Regions from separate parts of the Sus scrofa genome. Here region 2 is linked to region 1. The links are chromatin contacts, called in public Hi-C maps. All regions are on one chromosome and are shown on one strand. Each heading gives the region's core, a stretch centred on a gene start, on an enhancer-like site or on the middle of the called end of the contact. The rest is flanking DNA. Distances are from core to core; before and after follow the strand shown. Region 1 holds the start of LOC100514656 (zinc finger protein 551). Region 2 holds the start of LOC100514469 (zinc finger protein 850-like).

What was found. Hi-C and Micro-C count contacts between places; a contact is called where the count stands out from the background.
Region 2: a Hi-C map of skeletal muscle shows a contact between it and region 1, with 5 times the contacts expected there. The contact joins the promoter of LOC100514469 here to the promoter of LOC100514656 in region 1. A contact is called at or near these places in 4 of 47 Hi-C or Micro-C datasets (embryonic fibroblasts, heart right ventricle, liver and 1 more).

The regions. Positions count from the first base shown.
Region 1 is chr6:62,414,065-62,420,619 of Sscrofa11.1, reverse strand. It overlaps LOC100514656 (zinc finger protein 551), which reads left to right and starts at 3,520. Exons shown (of 5, transcript XM_021095151.1): 1 at 3,520-3,807.
Region 2 is chr6:62,454,138-62,460,692 of Sscrofa11.1, reverse strand. It overlaps LOC100514469 (zinc finger protein 850-like), which reads left to right and starts at 4,136. Exons shown (of 2, transcript XM_005664917.3): 1 at 4,136-4,361.

The DNA.
Region 1 (6,555 bases), core at 2,271-4,770:
CTAACTCGCATCCTCATGGCTACTAGTCAGGTTTGTTATCACTGAGCCACCATGGGAACTCCTGTCATGGCCCATCTTGAGTGTCTTTTTTCTTTTCCCTGACCAAAGGTACAGAGACTATTAAAACTGACTCTGGGAGTTCCTGTCCTGGCTCAGTGGTTAACAAACCCAACTAGGAACCATGACATTGCAGGTTCGATCCCTGGCCTTGCTCGGTGTGTTAAGGATTCGGCATTACTGTGAGTTGTGAAAGGTCACAGACTTGGCTCGGATCCTGCATTGCTATGGCTGTGGCGTAGGCCGGCGGCTACAGTTCTGCTTAGACCCCTGGCCTGGGAACCTCCATATGCCACGGGTGTGGCCCTAGAATAGACCAAAAAAAAAAAAAAAAAAAAAAAAAGACCTTCAAAAAACTGACTCTAACACTTCAAAGTGTATAGATTTCATTTGAAACATGGAAATGTTTATTTTTATTATTTACTGATTTTTATTTCAGTATGGTTGTTTTACAATATCACATTAGTTTCACATGTAGAACAGTGATTCAATACTTTTATAGAGTATACTGCATTTACAGTTGTTATAGAGGTTTCCTTGTGGCACAGTGAGTTAAGGCTCTGGCATTACACACAATGGCTATATTTCCCTGTGCTGTACGATTTATCCTAGTTGCTGATCTATTTTATTTTTTTTCTTTTTGGCTACACCCGCAGGATGGGGAAGTTCCTGGGCCAATGATCAAATTCCAGCTACAGCAGTGACCCCAGCCTCTAGTGATAACACCAAATCCTTAACTCACTGCACCCCAAAGGAATGTCACTATTTTATTAATAGTGAAACAGAGCAAGACCCTGTGGGGCCTTCCCAAGGACGGACACCTCCAACTGCTTTGTCCCCTGACTTTTTATAGAGAAGCATTAGCCTCCTAGGTCTTCTCCCAGTTCCAAAGAGCAAAAAGGCACAAGTGAGAAAATGCAGAAGCAAAAGAAAGCAGTAAGACAACTTAGTAATAGTTTTGGCCAAAGACAAAGCTAAAGACATTTCTTTTCAAAGCTAAAGACATTTAGTTCTTCCTCAAAGCCTCAGCCATATCCTTTAATTGTTGCAGATGCTAAAGGTGCATGCTGGGAGTTTCTGTTGCAGCTTAGCTGTAATGAACCCAGCTAGTGTCCATGAGAACTAGAGAGTTCAATCCCTTGCCTCTCCTAGTGGGTTGAGGGTCTGGCATTCCTGCAAGCTTTGGCACAGGTCAAACACACAGCTCAGATCTCGGTTGCTGTGGCTGTGGCATGGGCCAACAGCTGCCACTCCAATTCGACCCCTGGCCTGGGAACTTCCATATGCCATGGGTGTGCGGTAAGGGCCCTCCCAGAACAAAGGGAAGGAAATGTGACATAACCAGCGTCTGTGTCTGCATGCGTAACTCTGCAGCAGCAAGACATAATCACTGTCCATGTGCAACTCTGTAGCATAGACCATCCAACCAGAATTTACAGAATGCATGTTACCTTATAAGGGGGACAAAGGAACCAAAGTGTCAAAGAAAAAATAACAGAGGGTATATCAGACAGAACCCCACTGTGTTCAGGACTCAGCCTTTGGATGTGAATCCAACTGAGCCAGTGTGGGCACAAATAAACCCTGTTCCCTGGCAAAAAGCCTTGGTGTCCTGTCTCTGTATGAGATTCCTACAACAGGTGCTGCCCTACAAAGAGAGAGAGGAGGAAAAAAAAAAGCTGCATGCAGATAACTAGCATTTATACCCCAGACTGGAGTCAGAAAACTGATAGTTGAGAATCTCAAAGTATCATCCTGTTATCTCATCATCAATCAGAGAATTTTGCACAAGCTGATCACCCATCCTGCCACCTGGTCTTTAAAAATCGTCTCTTGAGGAGTTCCCTTGTGGCTTGTGCTGCTGCAGCGGGATTAAGGGTCTGCTGTTGTCAATGCTGTAGCTTAATTCACTACTGTGGTGCAGGTTTGATCCATGGTCCAGGATGATGAGGGTGTGGCCAAAAAAAAAAAAAAGAAAGAAAGAAAGAAAAAAGAAAAAGGAAGGAAGGAAGAAAATCCTTCCTTGAAAGCCACTCTGGGGAGTTCAAGTCTTTTGATTTTTTTTTTTTTTTCCGTTTTAGGGCCAAACCCACAGTACATGGAGGTTCCCAGGCTAGGGGTTGAATTGGAACTGTAGCCAGTGGCCTACACTACAGCCACAGCAATGCCAGATCCAAGCCGCGGTGACGACCTACACTATAGCTCAAAGCAACGCTAGATCCTTAACCCACTGATTGAGGCCAGGGATGGAAACTGCATGCTCATGAATATTGGTCATATTTGTTTCGTGGCAACTTGAAGGGAACTCCGAGTTCATGTCTTTTGAGTATGAGCTGCCTAGTCTCCTTACTCGGTGTCTTTTTTTTTTTTTTATAGGAAAGTAGGATTTATTGTTGAGCGTTAAGGAGGGGACAATGCCACCAAGGATCTCATGAGTGCAGGGCCTGGAATTTGCCCCGGGGGGCTGCGATTAGGGATGTATTTGACCCCACAGAGATTTTCTGCCACCATATTTTCAAATTCATCTGCATTGGCTTAGTAAATACCCACTCCTTAGAGATGTGGATCTTTTGGTGGCCAGGGAACTTGAACTTGGCTCTGCACAGTGCCTCAATCACATGCTCCTTATGCTGCAGCTTGATGTGGATGGACATTATGACTTGGCCAATGTGGACTCTGGCCACCGTGCCCTGGGGCTTTCCAAAGGCACTGTGCATGCCTGTCTGGAGCCTAGATTGGGACAGCATGCCAGTCATGAATGTCCATTGGAAAGGGCTGTCCCCAAGATCCCTTAGGGCAACCTGTACAGGCAACAGGCTGAATACACTACCAAGGAGGCTGTTTTTTGCAGCCTTTGCACACCGGGGCCTCATAGAGAAAAGAGCACGGTTGGCTTAATTGGCTGCCCTTACTCGGTGTCTTCACCATGATAGATTGGATTTGCTGAGTCAGGTGTTCCAACCCAATTTTGGTTTGTTAAGAACAGTAGTTTGTATTTCTTAATCTCATACCCGTGTCATACCTCCTACTATGAAGTCTTCATTAGCTTCTCCTACCAATGGCCACATATTGTTTCTCAATCACTAGGTATGATATGTGCGTTTGGATGTGTGTCCTCTGGAGCATCCAAAAAGATATGTTTGGTCTCAGGGAGCACGATGAACTTCACAGAGTGTGAACTAAACCTCTCAAACAAGGTTGAACATCTGCAGGCAGCACAACAGTCCCTCAGAAAACTGAACTCTGCGCCTTTAAGAATGGACAATTTCCCCTTCTAAATCCTGGGCCCGGGAGACTCCATTTCCCAGCGCCTCTCGCGGGTCCAAGATTATTGCATAGTGGCCCTGTGGGAGCGCCGTAGCCCTGGCGTGAGAACTACGTGGCCCAGAGTGCTCGGCGTCGATCGGCAGCCTCACTGAGCCAATGAAGGCTCAGAATAGAGGCGATTCCGTGCGTGTCACTCGCGTGGGCGGGACTTCCGGCGTCCTCCTCCGGGCGGTCATTTTGGCTGCTCGGGTGTGTTCATCCCTACAGAAGTTCGGGAGCGCTGAGTCGGGGCGGCCAGCACAGGACCGAGGAAGGGTCAGAGGCGTCTTTGTTCCAGCTGCACAAAGGCGAGTGTGAGGCTCGGCCGCGGCGTCGCGCGAGATGATACGCACCCGGGCCGGTTTAAGGACCGCCGGCCCTCTTCCTGCCCCGTTCCGTCCACAGGCCTGGATGGCGGCGGCCGCGCCGATGGACCCGGTTCAGGTAAGCGTGTCCTGCCGGCCCTCACCCCAGGAAACGCTAAAGCCCCGAGTGTTCTCGTTCCCGCAGCCAAGGCCTCGGTGTCCAGGACGGTTCGGCGTTTCTGACAGCGGCTGCGAATAAATGTAACCCTTGAGTTTTCCTGTTTAACTTCACTACCGGGAGTGTGATTAGATGTGCGAGAGGGTTACGGGCCCAGGAACCAGCATGTGCCAAGGCTCGGAGTTGGGACTGAGCCGTGAGAACTCGGAAAACCTGGGGTCCGCTGTGCCCGGCTGGGGAAAAGTTTGAGGCGGAGTCTCGCCTGGACTAGCCGGCTGAGGGTACTACTTATGTTCCCAGGACTCTTGAGAGCTATGGAGAATTTTTAAACCAAGGAAGCACGCGAACTGCAGTAAGTTTTTAAGTTTTCCAAAGGTTCTGTAACGGAGGAACAGACTGAAGGAGGGGAATGAAGACGTTGGGGCACAGGAGGTTGGATCTTTGTTTAGGTACCCAGAGCTGGTAAGGTGAGACATGGAGGCACAGGAGGTAGACATCCAGCCCTAGTTCACTAGGCTCACGGGCCAGGCATGGGTACCCAGGGGCCTGAGGCCGTTGAAACGCGGTGTGAATATATGGTTGTCACTATCCGTCATCTGTCTCTCAAAACGTGGCTGCGGAAGTGCTTATGGAACCTGCATAGGTATGTGTTGGGTGTTTCCTGCTCTTACTGTTCCCTACCCTCACCCACATACTCTCTGTATTATGGTGTCCTGGAATTTTTTACATTTCATTCCTCTAGACCTTCGATCTGGGGACTCTGCAGAAACCTCAAGCCCAGGGGCTCGGGTCAGTACCAAGGATTATATGGAGGTATTTCCATTTCTGGCACCTGATGTAGACAAGTGTGGAAAGTTTATCCCAGTACCAGGGAGGGAAAAATGCTCAGAGGTAAAGCTCAGCTGGAATCATTAAGGTCTTCTTTCTTGTAAGAGCAAAGGAGCAGGAGGACGTGACTCAGAACTGGAATGGCAGCCTGAGAAGTTGCGTATCCATTCTGGAGTTGATGGGAAGTTTAGATCAGAGGAGGGGAATGATCTTACCTAGGTCTCAACAGGCTCCATCGGGTTGCAGAGTGGAGAAGAGATGGTAAGGCTGAGGGAAGAGGAGGGAAAACTGGGGTGGAGGTTTTTACAGTAGTCCACTTAAGGGCTCATGGGACAGAGTGGTGGCTCAGAAGTGGCTGCATTCTGGATGTGTTTCTGTTAAGGGTTAACTAGATTTCCTACTGTGGAAGGAAAGTGTCTTGGTCTGCTTGTGTTCCCATTATAAAATACCATAAACTAGGTGACTTAAAAACACCAGAAGGGAATTCCTGTTGTGGCTCAGCAGGTTAAGAACCCAACTAATATCCACGAGGATGCAGGATCGATCCTTGGCCTCGATCAGTGGGTTAAGGATCCAGTGTTACCGTGAGCTCTGGTGTAGGTTGCAGACATGGGTCGGATCTGGCGTTGCTGTGGCTGTGGTGTACACCAGCAGCTGCGGCTCCGATTTGACCCCTAGGCTTCGAACTTCCACGTGCTATGGGTGTGGTCCTAAAAAGACAAAACAGGAGTTCCCATTGTGGCTCAGTGGTTAACAGATCCGACTAGGAATGATGAGGTTGTGGGTTGATCCTTGGCCTCGCTCACTGGGTTAGGGATCCGACGTTGCCGTGAGCTGTGGTGTAGGTCGAAGACGTGCCTCGGATCCCGAGTTGATGTGGCTCTTCCATAGGCCGGTGGCTGTAGCTCCGATTCGACCCCTAGCCTGGGAACCTCCATATGCCATGGGAGTGGCCCTAGAAAAGGCAAAAAAAAAAAAAAAAAAAAAAATCCAAAAAAATAAAAAGACAAAACAAAAAACAACAAGAAGAAGACCCAAACCCACCAGAAGTTTATTTCTTACAGTTCTGGAAGCTAGAAGTCCCAAGATTAGGACTACATGGTTACATCATGTGTTTCCTGTGAGCCTGCTTCCTGGTTCATAGACACCGTCTGCTCACTGTGTCCTTACCTGGTGGAGAAAGGAACAAGCTTTTTACATTTATAAGCCTGCATAATTCCATTCATGTGGAGTTTACCGTCATGACCACATCTGATCCACGTTTCTTCCCACCAGTTTGTAATACCATGAGCTTGGGAGGCAGTCTGTCAGCTGTGAGTTTGGGGGGAACGTAAACATTCAGTCTGTAACAATGAGAGTGAAGCAGAGGATTCAGAATTGATCCTGTGGCTGCACCTGTGGCATCTGAAACTTCCGGGGCCAGGGATCAAATCTAAGCCGCAGCTTCGGCAATGGCCTGCTGTGCCATAGTGGAAACTCCCCCCCCCTCCCAAGTTTAATTGACTTATATTAGTTTCAGTTGTACAGTATAATAAATAGATATTTTTATACATTATGAAATTATGACTACGTTAAGTCTTGTTTCCATCTGTCACTATGCAAAGTTAAAACAATATTATTGACTATATTCCCTATTCTGATCATTATATCCCTGCGGCTTATTTATTTTGTAAATGGAAGTTTGTACTTTTTATTTATTTATTTATTTATTTACTTTTTTTTTTGCCATTTCTTGGGCCTCTTCCGCAGCATATGGAGGTTCCCAGGCTAGGGGTCGAATCAGAGCTGTAGCCACCGGCCTACGCCAGGACCATAGCAACGCGGGATCCAGGCCAAGTCTGCAACCTACACCACATCTCACAGCAACGCCGGATCCTTAAC
Region 2 (6,555 bases), core at 2,887-5,386, 39 kb before region 1:
AATCCATCCACTTCTCCACCTCCACAAACACTGCAATGATCCACACCACAAATACTCATCCCAATACCTTGGAAGTGGAGCCAACTGGAGCCCTGGAAGTGGGACTTCCACCAGGCTGATACCTGGGGCAGGCCTCATCCAGCACAGCTGCATGGACAGGAGTCCCAGTAGGTCTGGAAGGCAGAGTCTTGATTGATAGAGGGTTATTTTTGAGACGTAAGATCTCATGATGTTTGTCTTGCTAGATTTTGGACTATTTGAGACTCTCACTCCTTTATTTCCCGTTTCTCCTTTTTCTAATGGAAATGTCTATCCTCTGCGTATCCTACTACTAATATGTATACGTATCTTTTTTCTTTTTTTCTGGCCACAACCATTGCATATTGAGGTTCCCAGGATGGGAATCTAATCCAAACCACAGCTGCAACCTGTGCTGCAGCTGTGTCATGCTGGATCCTTAACCCACTGCCCTGGGTGGGGAATTGAATCCGTGCCACTGCAGAGACAATGCCAGATCCTCAACTTGCTGTGTCACAGCAGAAACTCCCTACTATCATATTTTGGAAGCATGGAATATTTGATTTCATAATTGGAGAGCAGTATTGCCTCAAGATTAATTGTATCTTCAATCTCACTCATATCTGGCTTAGATGATATATAGATGAGTCTTTGAATTTTCTAATATCACATTATAATTTAATATAAAATTATATATTTTTTCTTCATGTTTCCTTTCTGTGTGATAGGTGCATGAACACAGGTTTTAATGTGTCATGGTTCTCATACAGCGAAAACTGCCTGATACTGAGTATATTTTTCTCAAAAAATATTCACCTCAAACTCTTGTTCACTTTTACTACTTTGGCTACTCTAAACATCCACTTCATTTATTTCTCCAAGCTGGTATTAATGTTTTCAAGCATTAAAAGCCCTATCAAAAATTTGCTGAAGTATTAAGTTTCTTCACATCATCTGGAGCTCCTGTCGTGGCGCAGTGCTTAACGAATCTGACTAGGAACCACGAGGTTGCGGGTTCAATCCGTGGCCTTGCTCAGTGGGTTAAGGATAGGGCGTTGCCATGAGCTGTGGTGTCGGTTGCAGATGCGGCCGGGATCTGGCATTGCTGTGGCTGTGGCATAGGCTGGCAGCTACAGCTCCGATTGGACCCCTAGCGTGGGAACCTCCAGATGTTGCAGGAGCAACCCTAGAAAAGGCAAAAAGTCAAAAAAAAAAAAAACCAAAACAAAACCCTCTGATATCTCCTCACAGCTGTATCTGCACTGTCTTTAGATAACTATTATCAAGTCCAAATGCATTCTGCTTGCTGCATGACAGGCCAGTAAATCAAGAAATGAGTAGTTGAAAGAAGAAATTGCATCTTTATTTGGAAAGCCAGCTGATCAAGAAGATGTCAGACTAATGCTCTAGAGAACCATCGCACCAGTCGGCAGTCGGCATCTTTTTTTTTTTTTTTTTTTTTAATTCACTTTTTAGGGTCACATCCACGGCTATGGACGTTCCCAGGCTAGGGGTCTAATTGAAGTTACAGCTGCCAGCCTACACCCCAGCCATAGCAAGGCCAGATCCAAGCCGCATCTGTGACCTACACTACAGCTCATGGCAACGCCAGATCTTTGACGCACTGAGCAAGGCCAGGGATCAAACCCAAAACCTCATGGTTCCTGTTGGATTCATTTCCGCTGCACCATGATGGGAACTCCCGTCTTTTATTTTAAAAAGGGAGATGGGTGGGGTTTTTTTTGCAAATTTCTTTGTTTAGAATTCCTTTATTCTTGCAGCTGTCCATGAAGGTCTGGAAGTCAAGTCACAATGTTCCTGTAAACCTCCAACAAGACAAACGTTATTCTCTGTTCTGCAGCTTTTTATCTCAATATGAATGGAAATCTATTTTACTCTTAAAGGTCAGACCCCTGATACTAGGCTATCCTGTGTATTTCAGGCTATAGGCGAATCCTTTTTTTATTTTTTGTCTTTTTAAGGCCACACCCACAGCAACGCCAGATCCTTAACCCACTTGAGCAAGGCCAGGGATCCAACCCCAACCTCATGGTTCCTAGTCGGATTCATTAACCACTGAGCCACGACGGGAACTCCTCCAAAGTTCTTTTTTAATTAATTCATTTTTGGCCACATCCAAAAGTTCCTGGGCCAGGGATTGAACCTTCCCCACAGCAATGACCCCAGCCACCTTAGTGACAACACAGGGTCCTTAATCTGCTGCACCACAAGGGAACTCCTATGGAACTTTTTTTTTTTTTTTGTCTTTTTGTCTTTTTGCTATTTCTTTGGGCCGCTGCCGCAGCATATGGAGGTTCCGAGGCTAGGAGTCGAATTGGAGCTGTAGCCGCCAGCCTACACCAGAGCCACAGCAACGCGGGATCCGAGTCGCGTCTGCAACCTACACTACAGCTCACGGCAACGCCGGATCCTTAACCCACTGAGCAAGGGCAGGGACCGAACCCGCAACCTCATGGTTCCTAGTTGGATTTGTTAACCACTGCGCCACAACGGGAACTCCGAGTTGTAAGTTTTATTTGGGGCAAAATAAGGAATATGGCCCAGGAGGCATCATTTCATAAAGCTCTGAAAAACCTCTCCACTGAGGTGGGTGGGACTGTTAGTATGTATGTGATTTTGCTGAAGCGGGGGAGGTACTTGCAATCAGGATCTTTTTGAGCTCTAGCCATCTTTCTGTGCATATGCAGTTAGTGAGGTGTCCTTGCTCTCAGGAGTGACTGATACGATCATCTTATGTTTTTACTCCAGCAGAGCTCAGTGCGGCTATGAACTTTCTCCTTGGAGTGTCAAAGACAAGCTAATTTAGTAGGCCAATTTACTCAACCTAACAAGCACCCCCCCACACTTTTTTTTGCTTTTTAGGGCCTCACCCATGGCATATGGAATTTCCCAGGCCAGGGTTCGAATCGGAAATACAGCTGCTGGCCTACACCACAGCCACAGCAATGCTGGATCCTTAACCCACTGAGTGAGGCCAGGGCTTGAACCTGGACATTAGTCAGTTTTGTTTCTTTTTAATTTTTAAATTTTTAATTTTTATTTTTGGCTGGATCCAGGGCATGTGGAAGTTCCCAGGGCCAGGGATCAAACCTGAGCAGCTGGTAAGACCCGCACCAGAATTGTGGCAACACAGGATCTTTAACCAGCCAGCCAGGAGGGAACTTCCAATAATATTTTTATCCTCTGGGAAGTGACTGAGCTTCACGAATTCTGAAATTATGTCTCTTTGTTGCACTTAACAAGAGACAGATCCTCTCCCTTGTTTGAAATGGGATGGTTGCATTCTAATTCTTACATCCTTACAGGTGCCACATGGAAAAATTTCTGGTGGGTTAAGGACTCCTGAGAGTTCCTGCTGTGAGTTAGTGGGTATAAGAATCTGACTGCAGCAGCCCAGGTCTGCAGAGCCATGGTTTAGATCCCCCAGCCAGGCACAGAGGATTAAAAGATCTGGTGTTGCTGCAGCTGCAGCATAGGTTGCAACTTTGGCTTAGATTCAATCCTTGGCCTGGGACTTTCCACATGCCTCCACTGTGGCAGTAAAAATTAAAAAAAAAAAAGGCGCAGGGCACAGTGGAAACGAATCCAACTAGGAACCATGAGGTTGCAGGTTCGATCCCTGCCCTCGCTCAGTGGGTTAAGGATCCGTCGTTGCTGTGAGCTGTGGTGTAGATCGGATCTGGCCTGCTGTGGCTCTATCTTAGGCCTGCAGCTGTAGCTTCGATTAGACCCCTAGCCTGGGAACCTCCACATGCCGCCGCGGGTGCGGCCCTAAAAAGACAAAAGACCAAAAAAAAAAAAAAAAAAAAAAAAAAGAGAGAGAGAGAGAGAGCGCACCCCGAGTTCTCTTGCGGCGCAGTGGATCCAGCGTTGTCACTCTGTGGTTCAGTCGCTACGTGGACGTGTTTCCGATCCCTAGCCGGGGAACTTCCGCTTGCCTTGGGTGCCGCCACAAAAAGAAATAAACGAACACCTCTTGTGGGGAACCGCCAGAGCCAGGAGAACTACATTACCCAGAAGGACCTACGCTTGGGGGAGCCAATGAAAGGTTAGGGTAAGGCATTTCCGGGCAGATTCCTCGCATAGGGGCGGGACTTCCTGCCCCATCTGCTCAAGCCGCCATTCCAACTACTCTGGGTATGTTCTGGCTCCGCTGCGGTAGCGGAACGGAGGTGTCTTGACGGAGAAGGTTCAGGAGGAGGCGCTGTCCCCGAGGCCCCGCGACCCCGCCGGGGTGCCCGCGTCCGCCTCCTCGCCCGCCGCTACTGGCCTGTGTCACCCACAAGGGTCCGATGGCAGCGGTGCTGAAGGACCCGTCTCAGGTAAACGCTCGTCCTCAGGCCCTCCCCGCCCTCCCCTACCAGACACTAAAGGCTGAGTGCGGGGCGCCTGCTCCCGTGCTTGCGGCCCAGGCCCCGGTGTCCAGAACCGCGAGGCGGTCTTGGGTGCCGCCCGGTTTCTGAAGGCGGTGTGATGGCGCGTGGGAGAGGCTGCAGGGGAAGGGGCTGGTCGGTGTAAAGGCTTGGAGGTGCGACTGGGACGGGAGGATCCGGGAAACCTGGGGTCCATCTGATGTCTGCAGGAAACAGAGTGAGGAGGAGTGGCTGTTTATTTTTCTGAGGGACTTGGAGGCCTTGAAGGTTAGTGTCAGAAGAAGGACACGTTACATGTTAGGGTTTTAAAAGTTACCAAAATGCTGCTGGGAAACGGAGCGGCCTGGAGGGTGCGTATTAGGCACAGTGAGGCACAGAGAGCTGGAGTCCTTATTCAAAGTCAGAGATCTGATAAGAGGCAGCTCTGAAGAGATTAGTCAGTTAAACCGTGGTCACCAGGTTTCAGGGGTGGATGGGATTACACGGAAGTCCTGCACCCAAGGAGCCCAGCCATGGTTGCCTTCCCCTTCCCACAGGTTCTGACGGTTGAAAAAGCACTTAGGGATCTTAAAAAAGGCAGGAGAGGGTGACCCAGTGCCTCACTGAGTATTATGGTGTCTTGAGACCCTTCCTTTGATACAGTCTTAGCTCTTGGATATGGGGGCCCTGAGGGTATCCTCAAGCTCTGAGTGCAGGACAAGGGTAAGTAGAGGTGTTCCCATTCCCGACAACCAGTATCAACCGACATAGCAGGTTGTCTCAGGAACTGATCCAGCGTACACATGCTTGGAGGTGTGGCTGAACTGGAAACATGGTACAGCAGGTGGCTTTTAATAACAAAAAGCAGGAGAGAGTTTCTGTTGGCTTAATGGGTTAAGAATCCAACTAGTGGAGTTCCCATCGTGGTGCAGTGGTTAATGAATCTGACTAGGAACCATGAGGTTGCAGGTTCCATCCCTGGCCTTGCTCAGGGGGTTAAGGATCCGGCGTTGCCATGAGCTGTGGTGTAGGTCACAGACAGGCTTGGATCCCACGTTGCTGTGGCTGTGGCATAGGCCGGTGGCTATAGCTCCAATTAGACAACTAGCCTGAACCTCTATATGCCGTGGGAGCGGCCCTAAAAAGACCAAAAAAAAAAAAAAAAAAAAAGAAGAAGACGTTCTCTTCATGTCTCAGTGGTTAAGGAACCCGGCTAGGATCCATGAGGATGTGGGTTCGATCCCTGGCCTTTCTCAGTGGGTTAAGGATCCAGCATTACCATGAGCTGTGGTATAGGTTGCAGATGTGGCTTGGATCTGGTGTTGCTGTGGCTGTGGCCTAGGCCGGTAGCTGTAGCTCCCAGTGGGACTCTAGCCTGGGAACTTCTTTGTGCCACAGATGGGCCCTATAATGCAAAAAAAGAAAAAGAAAAAGAAAGAAAGAAGAAATGGGGCCAGGAGCCCAAGAGCAGGCTACTGCTATAATCGAGAAGAGTGCTGAAGGACCAGAACTGTGGCCATGTAGGTGGGAGACAAGTTTGGATTCTAGGTATGTTTTATTTTATTTTATTTTTTTGGCCGTACCTGTGGCATGTGGAATTTCCCAGGCCAGGGATCAAATGCATACCACAGCAGTAACCTGAGCAGCAGTATTGGCAACACCAGATCCTTAACCCACTGAGCCACCAGGGAACTCCCAACTCTACATACCTCTTATTTTATTTATTTATTTTTTGTCTTTTTTTTTTTTAGGGCCGCACCCGCAGCATATGGAGGTTCCCAGGCTAGGGATCTAATCGGAGCTGTAGCTGCCGGCCCACACCACAGCCACAGCAACACTGGATCCTTAACCCCCTGATTGAGGCCAGGGATCGAACCCTCAACTTCATGGTTCCTAGTTGGATTTGTTAACCACTGAGGCATGACGGGAACTTCTCCCTTCTTCTTTTAATAGAAGGGCCAAGGGAGTTCCCTGGTGGTCTAGTGGTTAAGACAGAGCACTTTCATCTCTGTGGCTGGGGTTCAGTCCCTGGTCTGGGAGCAGAGATCCTAAATCAAGCTGATACATGCCATGGCCAAAAATAGATAAATACATTTCATGTTTCTTTAAAAAGAAGAAGATGCAAGTGGATAGTGGATGTTGCAATTGAGGGATTCTCTGAACT